Regions from separate parts of the Mus musculus genome. Here all the other regions are linked to region 1. A link is a contact called in public ChIA-PET data. All regions are on one chromosome and are shown on one strand. The core of a region is the stretch at or near the end of the contact, and the rest is flanking DNA. Distances in the headings are between cores, read along the strand shown.

Region 1 (3,653 bases), core at 313-2,812:
AGCAAGATGGTTCCGCACAGAAAGATGTTTTTGTCTTACGCTTGTGGGTTTTGATCCCCAGAACCCTTGAAGAAGCAGAGAACCAACTCCTGAAAGTTGTCCTCAGACCTCCATACATGTGTTATCCTGAATATTACATGTACATGTAATAAAAACCTTTAAAATAATAAGTGTGCTAGCATAGCGATAGCCAAACCATGCCAACCTAAGTGGGTTTTCTCCTTTGTTCCAATGTGCGCCCTCACAGGGAAGAATCCCACTGATGCCTACCTGGACGCCATGATGAACGAGGCCCCGGGCCCCATCAATTTCACCATGTTCCTCACCATGTTTGGGGAGAAGCTAAACGGCACTGACCCCGAGGACGTCATCAGAAACGCCTTCGCTTGCTTTGATGAGGAAGCCACAGGTAACGCGCTGTGTGTGTGTGTCCTCACTTGAGGGTACATGGAGCATATTTTAGGACATTTTTTAATGTGTAAAATTTTTTTAGTCAAAGCAAAAACAAGCTAACCAAGCTTGTTACTTTAAAATAGGGCAGTAGAACCGAAAATGGCCTGGCCATAGATCTGCTGTAGGTCATGAAACGAACGGCTTCGCCTAGCTCATGCACCTTTGCATCTGGCTTCAAGCTTCCTAACAAAATCAAATGTATCGTTAGGTAGTCTTGGACAGTGAAAGCTGTGCTTTCTGAGACCCCTGGCTTCTCTGAAAAGCATAGTTTACAGCACGAGCACTTGAAGTGTTCTTTGAAGTGTTCTGTGTCTCTGGGCTACCTGGGGTTTTGCTCTGTTTTGTCTGGAGAATCACATTTCAGTGTGAAAAGCCTTCCCATCTCACCTTCCTCTCCTCCTCCTTCCTTCTTCAGTCATTTCTCCTTTTATTCCGCACTAACCTCCTGCTGGGTCTCACACATCACCTTGGTATCTCCCTCCCATGGCCCTGGCACATGGCTGTCCCTGCAGTGGCTCTGGGTGAAACTGCCTCTTGTTCTGGGCAGCCACCTCTTAATTTTGACTGGACTTTGTGTTTCTATATTGTGGTTTTTAAAAAGTTGTTTTTCTTTTCTGTGTGTAAATATTACAGCTGTGTGTGTGTACCACATGCACACCTGGTGGCCTTCAGGGGCCAGAGCAGGCATACGATTCTTGGGACTAAAGTTACAAATGGTTGTGAGACAGGAGGTGCTGGGCTCTGCCTGTGCTCTTAACTACTGAGTTATCTCTACTTTGACACTTTTAAAAATCAATTTAGTGTTCATAGAGTGCTCTGGAGGGGCTGGGAAGCGGCTCGTGGATGAGAGTGCCGAATTGCTGACTAGGGGTTGGTTTGTCACATTGTGCCATGAGCCTGCCCTTTGTTGCCCTCCAGGCACCATCCAGGAGGATTACCTGAGGGAGCTGCTGACCACCATGGGCGACCGCTTCACAGACGAGGAAGTGGATGAGCTGTACAGAGAGGCCCCCATTGACAAAAAGGGGAACTTCAACTACATTGAGTTCACACGCATCCTGAAGCACGGCGCGAAAGACAAAGATGACTGAAGAGCTGCGGCGGCTGACACGCCTCTTGCGTTTGCTTGCTCACTTCCTGTCTCAGACACACACACCCCATAGGACCTACTGCGTGCCACTTAGTTTCTCAGTCACTTCCCCTCCCCCATAGGGCCTACTGTGTGCCACTTAGTTGAGAGCTTTTTTTTTAAATGTATTTATTCCAGGCCCTTTCTGTCACTTAGCATGTGCATAATCAGACTGGAACGGGGGACAATGTTGTAAATTGTACTGAAAACGAGATGCAAATAAAAAATGAACCACTGTGAAAGCCCAGGACAATATATCCGGATTTCTGGTTTTGCTGGATTTTTTTTTTTTTACATTTTTATATAATAAAAATGTTATTTTGAAATAAAGATGATGCTGACTCAAGTGGAGTATAAAACAAACGAGCGATAGTGTGGGGTGCTCCTTTCTTCAGGTTTCCAGCTTTGTAAAATTCAGACTTTGCCACATTCTCATCTTCAGAAGTTTAAATACACCTCAGCGTCTTTAAGAGCTAGTTACACCTTTGATCTTTATCTCGCTGCTTCTAGGGAAATGCAAGTGGCTTGTCGTGTGACTAAGACTAGACAGAAATAGACACCAAGCCATTTATCTAGTACCCGTTACCCAGCATGCTCTTGTGAGTGTTGCTGACTAAGGGCCAGGACAGACAGAAGAGGCAAAGCCACATAAATACCGTGTGGTGACCAAGAACACTGCATGGTGGAAAGTGGACAGAAACGCTCCCTGGGAGATACAGCCTGGTTGAGGTCTGCTTGACAGGAAGCGATCCTAGTGCAAGGCAGACTCTCACCCAAAGCACAATGACAGTAATGAATGAGAACACGAAGATTGCTTTCAAGTGTGTCATCGATGTAGAGTCGAGATAGGGAATCCCATGACTGTAGGTAGGGGGGGGAAACATGGTTTGTGCTTGAAAAGCTCATTGTTGCGGTGTCGCGTAGAACAGAGAGGCAGCAAAGATGTAAAACCATCGAGGGAACCACAGCATCCAGGGATGCAGTCACTTGGCTTGAGCTGGTGCAGCAGACACGGCTATCCTTGGCCCACTGACCTCCAGTCTAGCTGTGTCTCATTATGGCCGGATTGAAAAGACTGGTGTAGGGTACCAAGAGGTACTTTCAATGTTTAAGACAAAGCAAAATCAATGTCCAATAAATAAATCTAACAGTGTCCTCTTTGAGGTCTATGGCCATTAGTGTGTGTGTGTGTATGTGTGTGTGTATAAACCTTTTTTTTTTTTTTTTTAAGTAGTTTTTGGTTTGGTTTGGTTTTGGTTTTTCGAGACAGTGTTTCCCTGTATAGCCCTGACTGTCCTGGAACTCACTGTGTAGACCAGGCTGGCCTCGAACTCAGAAATCAGCCTGCCTCTGCCTCCCAAGTGCTGGGATAAAAGGCATGCACCACCACTCCCCGTGAGTAGTTTTTTTAGTTAGGTATTTTCTTTATATACATTTCAAATGCTATCCTGGAAGTTCCCTATACCCTCCCCCTGCCCTGCTCCCCTACCCATCCACTCCCACTTCTTGGCCCTGGCTTTCCCCTGTACTGGGACATATAAAGTTTGCAAGACCAAGGGGCCTCTCTTCCCAGTGATGGCCGACTAGGATAAGATATGGCGTGAAGGGGCCTGAGGATGTGGGCCACTGGTATTTACTCGTGGAGCCTCAGGGTCCATCTCCAACACCTCATAAAAGTACAAGTGTTGGCAGCACAGGCCTGTGATTCAAGCACTGGGGAGACAAAGGCAGGAGGATCTGAAGTTGAAGCTCATCTTGGGTATATAGTATTGGGGCCAGCCTGGGCTACACCCTGTCTCAATAAATAAAATGTTCTGAGCCGTTTCCTATTATAGAAAAAAAAAAAAAAAAGAATCTGTCTCTAGATGAACATGTGCCATTGTTTCCTGAATTTTTTTAAATGATTTAAATATTTTTTTATTATACGTGCATTGGTGTTTTGCCTGCATGCATGTGTGTGAGGGTGTTGACTCCTCTGGAGGTGGAGTTAGACATGGTTGCAAGCTGCCGTGTGGTTGCTGGGATTGAACTGGGTCCTCAGAAACTCAGAGCAAACAGTCCTCTTAACCAT
Region 2 (3,407 bases), core at 101-2,600, 310 kb before region 1:
GATAACCTCGACTGAGTTGCTCAGAAGGCAGGTCCCATGCATGAGCTAACCCAAGAATAACAGCTCCATTATCTGCTGTAGCTGAGTTGGGGAGGGCTTGACACTGAGTTTTCTTTAATCCTTTCTTTAGGAATGAAGACTTCTTTTTTTTTTTTTCTCCAGGATAATTATAAATTGTGTGGGGAAACCTACTCATTACTCTGTATGATCAAGGCAAAAGACTGAGTGGGTTTTGAAACCTAACTTGCCCCTAAGTGTGTAAGGAAATTAACTCAAGAGGAAATAACAAAGCCATCAACTTATAATCAGGCTCTCCCCCAACAACTGTCTCCCCATTCCAAGAACCAGAACGCCCTTTCTGGAAGGGTGTTTTCATTCTGAACGCATTGCTTTGATCTAGGATCTGTTACCTTGTAACAACTTTAATCAAGACTCATTAACCTGACGTTTAGATTCATATAGTCATTTCAGATTAAAAAAAAAAAAAAAGTCATGGCCTAAGCATTCTGGCTTTTTAAAGTTTAGGGGAATTTTCCTAAAGAGCCGAGCTACATGTTTCACACTTCTTTGTCTCCAGGCCAGATTCTCCATGTGGTGATCCAATTAAAACTGTGTGATGCAGCAGAAAAGGATGGGAAGGTGGACTCTGAGTTTGTGTTTTAAGCTGTAAGGAGGACCTTGGCTTGGAATGGAGCCATAAGAGGGATCTAGGGACCGGAGTCCATCTCCTGACGTTGCATAGACCACGTTTAGAGATGGCCATGTGTAAAATGACCATTTTGACTTTCAGTCAGACACGAGATTCAAGTGGGAAGTATTTTAAAATTCCAGCATTTTGCCGGGCAGTGGTGGTGCACGCCTTTAATCCCAGCACTTGGGAGGCAGAGGCAGGAGGATTTCTGAGTTCGAGGCCAGCCTGCTCTACAGAGTGAGTTCCAGGACAGCTGGGGCTACACAGAGAAACCCTGTCTTGAAAAACCAAAAAGAAAAAAAAATTCCAACATTTCAGTGTTGAAATCACTTTCAACTCCATGGCCCTCACTGCCTGACTGCATTTGTTTTTGGCAGAGGGTCAATAAACAGAAAAAGTACATTTATTTAGTCATTCACTGACAAAAAAAAAAAAAAAAATCCCACAAAAAATAGGAAAAGCATGTCTGTGGTTCCTAAAAAATTAGTCTACCGTCTTGTCAGTTTCTCAAGGAGACCAAGTTTGTTGAAGTGAATTGCTTGTAAAACGGGAAGGAAATTCAGACACGCCCTGCAACATGCAAGACCCGCTAGGGTGTGAAAAGGGCTAGATGAAAAGACAAGTGCTTTAATGGTGTGTTCACGAGGCACCGGGAGCCATTGAATTCTCAGAGGAAGTGATGAACCACAGAGGTTAGACGTGTCAGGGAGTACGTGTTCGGTGACTATAGGGTTTTCATTTGGGAAGTTAGGGAGATTAACGTCACCCACAGACCTACAGACCTGATCCTATGATAATGGTCACGATGGGCTGGGTGGGGTCAGAGGTGGGACATTTACTAGGATATACAGTGTTCTGGGTTTGAATCCGAACTAATAAATATATAGATATATAAGTAAATGCTAAGGTGCTAAATGTTATATTGTATGTATTTTACTGCCATTTTATTCTGAAAAGTAAGTCACAGGCTGGGACCTGGATCAGTCGGCAGTGCTGGCTTAGCACGCACAAGGACCTGAGTTCAACGCCCCAGTACTCCTTACGATTAGGCGTGGTGGTATATGCTTGCGGTCCCAATCCTGGGGATTTGAATGGAGGGTGGACAGTCACTCTCAGTTACGTAGTAAGTCAGAGTTGAGTTGAGCTCTAAGGGGAAGATGTGACTTGTTGAGCTCTAAGGGGAAGATGTGACTTGGCAGCACACTGATTTCTCTCCTGGGATCCTCCGGGATGAGTCATTCTGTATGGTCCTCTCTTCATCCTCCTAGGTTGAGAGCCACCGGAACTGCATGTGCCAAATTGAGCCAGAAAAGTTGGCTTCAGGCTGTGGCAGGCCAGTGAGCAGAAGGAAAGAACTTACTAGAAAGTGTGTACTCTGGAAAAGTCCCAGGCTGAAGTTGTGTCCCCATGGTGGTGGTGGTGGTGGTGGTGGTGGTGGTGGTGGTGGTGGTGGTGGTGTGTGTGTGTGTGTGTGTGTGTGTGTGTGTGTGTGCTGGGCTTTGGATCTGTGCCAGGTTTTAGTCGCTAGAATATAGGTGAATGTCAAATGCAGGCTTAGGAGCCTTGGTTGTTGGTGCACCGCGCTGACGGTCCTCTTGGCAAAGATTTGTTTTTGAGCTTCATTTGGTGTCTTTGTACAAGCTGTCTGTCCCCTCTGCTGGGCTCAGAAAGCGTGGTTTAATAGAGGTCAAACATCAAGGTCTACCCCTGCAGCTTCCTGTACCGTCTCGTTTATTCTCTTCAGCAAACTCTGTCTGGTAGGATTTTCTGTGGTAACATTTATACTCTGATGTACTTGAAATGTGGCTGTTGGAATTAAATATTTGATTTTATTTTAATGTAAATATAAGTAGTTTGTGTGACTCGTGGGCACCTTGGATTGAACAGCTCTGGGTTACCCTTGGGTGTGTGGCTCTCAGGTAGTTCATCTTGAACCCAGGATTACACAGTCCAGTTTAGTTCTGAGAAGACTGAAGAATTGTCAGCTGCTTAGACCAGAGGATAAAGTTTTCTTCTTAAAATAGGAGATTAGATCACACAGACTTGGGCAGATACAGTACTTTTGTTTGAGTGACACACTATTAATCCAATCAATGATTTCATTTCATTGAATTCTTGCAATAGGACATGTTGTATTTCGTAACGATGTTTTAGACAATGCCTTAAAAAGAAATGCTCTTGCAGGGCCACAGTGATGCACACCTTTGATCCCAGTACTCAGGAAGCAGAGGCAACGCAAAGCTCTGAGTTCAAGGCTAGCCTGGTTTACAATGTAAGTTCCAGGATGGCCAGGGCTACAAAGAGAAACCCTGTCTTGAAAAAAACAAGCAAGCAAGCAAACAAACAAAGTTGGGGTGTAGGTCAGTGGTAGGCTGCCTGCCTATTGTATCTGTCAAGTCATAAAAAGCCAGGAGGAACTAGAAATACCCCTCATATCGAGAGAAGCCAGACTGAGAAGACCCGTGTGGTTTCAGCTCTTCGACATTCTGGAGAAATTAGGGAGAAAATAAAGACCAGAGGCCCCTGGGGAGGAGGATAAAGAAGGATAAGTCGTCAGGGACTTTTAGGGTAGCGAAACTGCTCATAAGACCCCGCAGTGGTGGCTACAGGCCACTATGCATTTATCCCAACCTTAAATGCACAGTGCATGCAAGCATGAACCGCAGTGTGGACTGTGAGCTGGGGTTCTGACGGTGTGTATATGCAGGTTCTATCA
Region 3 (3,640 bases), core at 611-3,110, 340 kb before region 1:
CACACACCCATATATACATGCACACGTGCACGCACATACTGCACACACAGGTGCTCACGTGTGCGCATACACACACACACACACACACACGCACGCACACACACACACACATACCCACATGCATACACACATGCTGCCGGTTGTTGATGGACATAACTTGTGGGTTGCCCCCTATTTTTTCCTTCACGCAGTCTCCATTTCTAGACTAGATCTTCCCCAGGACACTCAATGGACAAAATGGAGGTTAGAGCTGGGTGACAGAGAAGACAAAGAGAAAGGCATAGATCAGGTTACACAGGACAGTCTTTTATCTTTGTTATTTCTCCCCCGTGGCTCTTTTGAAGGCAGGATGACTTCAGTCCACTATTTGTATAATCTTCCACTTGGAAAGTTCATGAACGGATTATGTCCTTACATGGTACAATTTTCTACTTTGGGAATTTTCTTTCTTCAATTTGCAAATCAAAAGGACCCAATAAAACCATCAAAGCAAAGCATATGAGAAAATAAAACAACCAGTGGCTTCATTTAGTTTTATCAAAACATAGCCAACTTTCCCTGTCCCTCCAACCCCCAGCCAACAGTGTCATGTTAGTTCACAGGTACAGCAGTGAGCCTAGGCTTGCCAACTAGGGCGGGTAGGAGCAGCAACTAATTTCAAAGGAATAGCTCTCTCTCTCTCTCCTCTAGAATACCCCTCCTTGGTGGTGCAGTGTGTAGCCTAGGCTAGCCTCTAAGGTGAGTCTCTTGCCCCAGCTTCCCAAGTAGAACACCCTACCCTCTGTGGCTGATTTTATCTGTGGAGTCACTTTGGTCAGGCTATAGAGAAATTGGCAAAGACCCCTGTAGCGTTTGAATAGGCAGAAAACATGACCAACAGGGGGAGCAAGAGAGGGAGGGAAGGATGGAGGAATGAAGGGTTGGAGGGAGGCAGGAAGGCACCAACAGAATCTGAACTATTTAGATGCAAAGACAAAAAAAAACTATTATAATAAATGGTCTTTTAAAAATGTTTGCCCGCACATACATACTGTGTGCGTGTGTGCAGGCCAGAGATTAATGTCTTGTATCCTCTTGTCAATTGCTCTCTCTGGCACTCCCCCCTTGAGCTAGGGTCTGTCAGTGAGCCTGCAGCCTCAGAGATTCTTCTGTCTCCACCTCCTTAGTACTGGGATTACAGGTTTGTGAAAGCCTGTCTAACTTTTTATGTGGGTGCCTGAGGATCTGAACTCATGTCTTCATGTTTGCGCAGCATTTTACCGACCGAAACATCCGCCTTTAATACTGATGGAAAGAGAAACGTCCGAGCAGGACATCTCCTCATAAACACTGGAGTAGCAAATGACAGTTTGCAGCTGCGGGGAGGCAACCCCACTATCCAGGAGCAGCCCGCGCATTTGGAAAGTTCAAGCCGTGTACTAGCTGCGCCTAGGAGAGCTCCTGCGTCTTCAACTTTCGCCCAAGACCTTAAAGATTGATGGGTAGACGGCGGTGGGGCCTCAGAGGAAGAAATCGACGCTGAGTCCCCCTTGAGTAGGTTCCCCCCGCCGGGGGGGGGGGGCAATAACTGATGGGTGGTCCTGGGCTTCTGGCCGGAGAGAGGCCCCGGGGGATCGAGGTGGGGACCGCCCGAAGCTTGCTGCACTTCCGGAGGGGCTGGGGTCGCGCTGTTTGGAAGGTGAGAGGCGGAGCTGCTGGCGTTTGGGAAGAGACCAAAGGAATGTGTAATTGAAAAGTCTGTAACCAAGACCCCGGTTCCTAACCCTTTGGCTCTTTCCCCGAACCCCCTGCCGAGAGGCGATGGGCCGAGAGATGGTGAAGGGAAGAGTCACGTTTCGGAGAGGGAAGTGAATTAAAGAGGGCGGCACCCGGGGGGACCTGTGCGTCATTGAGGGACCGCGGAGCGGCCAGTGCGGAGGCGTGGGGACGAAGAGCCAGAGGGGCCGCCGAGCGCCCGAGCCCGCTGCCGGTTCCCGCGGCCCCGCCGCCTGCAGCCTTGTGGGGCTCAAGATGTGTCAGGAGACCCCGCCCCGACCCCGAGCACCCAGTCGCTGGACGCCGGCCCTGCTGGCCCTGCTGGCCCTGGGCGGCGCGGGACTGTGCCACGCGAGCTCGCAGCCTGGGTACCACGCGAGGCCCAGTGCCAGGAACAAGTAAGAGTGTGTCCCTTATGCTCGCCCCCAGCCCTAGAGTCCCAGATCCTAGGCGGTCACTCCCGAATCCGCCTGCGGGCTCCAGAGCTGCCCCGGCAATGGCGACGGGCGGTAGCAGAGAGAGCCCCATAGGCTTTTGGGGTGTCGCCACCCCCGGGTGGCCATGTGCTCCCCACCAGGCGCCCCAAGCATCCTGAAGCGAACCCGGGCAATGGGGAGTGTTCGGCAGAACTACGGGATCTGCCACCGAGCCCGAACACGAACACATCCTGTTCTGCAGGTTTGGGACTCTTTGGTGTTCCAAAGACGCAAGAGACACCCTGGGGTGGCAGCTTTGGCAAGCTCCTGCCTTCAGCGCTGGTGACCGCCAACTTGTTGGGTCAATTCGTCTCCCCCTTCTCCCCATTGTTCTCCAAGTTTATCCAGCCCTTTTCTCTCTACCCCAGAAACTGGTGCGCCTACATCGTGAATAAGAACGTGAGCTGCACGGTACAGGAGGGAAGCGAGAGTTTTATTCAAGCTCAGTACAACTGTCCCTGGAACCAGATGCCCTGTCCATCCGCCCTGGTGTAAGTCGGGGAGCACGAGGGCCGAGTGGGTGGGTGAGGTGGAGCGCTGGACTTCAGTCCTTGTGGAAATCTCTTCCAGACCCTCTACAAAGTCTGATATCTGCACGGCTCACAGCTACTCTGGGCTATTTAATGGTGTGCTGTTCTGCGTGAACCTTGAAGATGCGCAAAATTTGGGAGTTTGAGATTCCCTAGGCCACAGGAGAGGATGAACAAAGGCCCCACCCCCATCTCTCTCTCTCTCTCTCTCTCTCTCTCTCTCCTCTCTCTCTCCCCCCTCCTCTTTCAATTTTATTACTAACATAAGGCAGCTGAACCTAATTAGATCCATATTGTATGTTCTGGGTCGCATAGAGATTCTAAAATGTTTTAAATGAAGGATTAGCCGAGAGGTTTGACCAGTTGGAGTTCTGAAGGAGGTGAGTTTTGTCCCAACTGTCCTCTTCAGCGTTATGATTTTCTAAACTAAACTCCTCAGGTTGCTTTAGAACGTTTGTCCCTTTTCTTCTCAAGTTGGGTTTGTGGATTCTTGAGGCAGATCTCCGAATGGAATAGCCCTTGGTGATGTGCAGAATAGTTAAACATCTTTTTTGCTCATAAAGATTCCAGCATCTTAAAAACTGGGCACGGGGGCGGGGTGGGGGGGGGGCGATGATTTGTTAGCGCGGGTTCTGCGAACACATTGTACTCACCCAATTGGTGATCAGGGAGCTCTTTGAGTTTTTGTGGAAGCCAGATCTCAGGAGACCGCTGGTGTGGATAAAAGGCTGTTGGGGACACGTGATGGTGAGGATTGTTTCCACTAAGAATAAGCTGTTTGTCTTCGAGCACATTGTCAGCGCCGTACAGAATGGTCAGTGGTGGGCAGTTCTGTCTCTGGCCGGGCTCAGGACAGGCTGAGCTTGTATCCCCAGCAAG

Evidence for each region. ChIA-PET counts read pairs in DNA pulled down with a chosen protein or histone mark.
Region 2: an RNA polymerase II ChIA-PET map of memory CD8 T cells shows a contact between it and region 1, with 32 read pairs. The contact joins two enhancer-like sites. A contact is called at or near these places in 3 of 115 datasets of contacts at active chromatin or transcription factors (bone marrow-derived macrophages, large pre-B cells and memory CD8 T cells) and 2 of 9 other capture datasets (adipose tissue and liver).
Region 3: a contact with region 1 is called in an RNA polymerase II ChIA-PET map of memory CD8 T cells, with 10 read pairs. The contact joins the promoter of Emilin2 here to the enhancer-like site in region 1. A contact is called at or near these places in 1 of 484 Hi-C or Micro-C datasets (the G1E-ER4 cell line) and 3 of 115 datasets of contacts at active chromatin or transcription factors (bone marrow-derived macrophages, embryonic forebrain and memory CD8 T cells).

Annotation. Positions count from the first base shown.
Region 1 is chr17:70,972,215-70,975,867 of GRCm38.p6, reverse strand. It overlaps Myl12b (myosin, light chain 12B, regulatory), which reads left to right. Exons shown (of 4, transcript NM_023402.2): 3 at 248-409; 4 at 1,372-1,905. The coding sequence ends at 1,544. Among named protein-coding and RNA genes, the nearest start is that of Gm46595, 4.5 kb to the right of the region's middle. Within about 2 kb of position 1,562, at least 70 of the 459 cell types and tissues checked have an H3K27ac peak or open chromatin away from gene starts, as enhancers often do. A contact at or near this core is called in bone marrow-derived macrophages and memory CD8 T cells, where this site is marked.
Region 2 is chr17:71,286,279-71,289,685 of GRCm38.p6, reverse strand. The region is part of intron 2 of Emilin2 (elastin microfibril interfacer 2); the gene reads left to right. Among named protein-coding and RNA genes, the nearest start is that of Emilin2, 23 kb to the left of the region's middle. Within about 2 kb of position 1,350, at least 128 of the 459 cell types and tissues checked have an H3K27ac peak or open chromatin away from gene starts, as enhancers often do. A contact at or near this core is called in bone marrow-derived macrophages and memory CD8 T cells, where this site is marked.
Region 3 is chr17:71,309,231-71,312,870 of GRCm38.p6, reverse strand. It overlaps Emilin2 (elastin microfibril interfacer 2), which reads left to right and starts at 1,860. Exons shown (of 8, transcript NM_145158.4): 1 at 1,860-2,153; 2 at 2,600-2,722. The coding sequence starts at 2,011.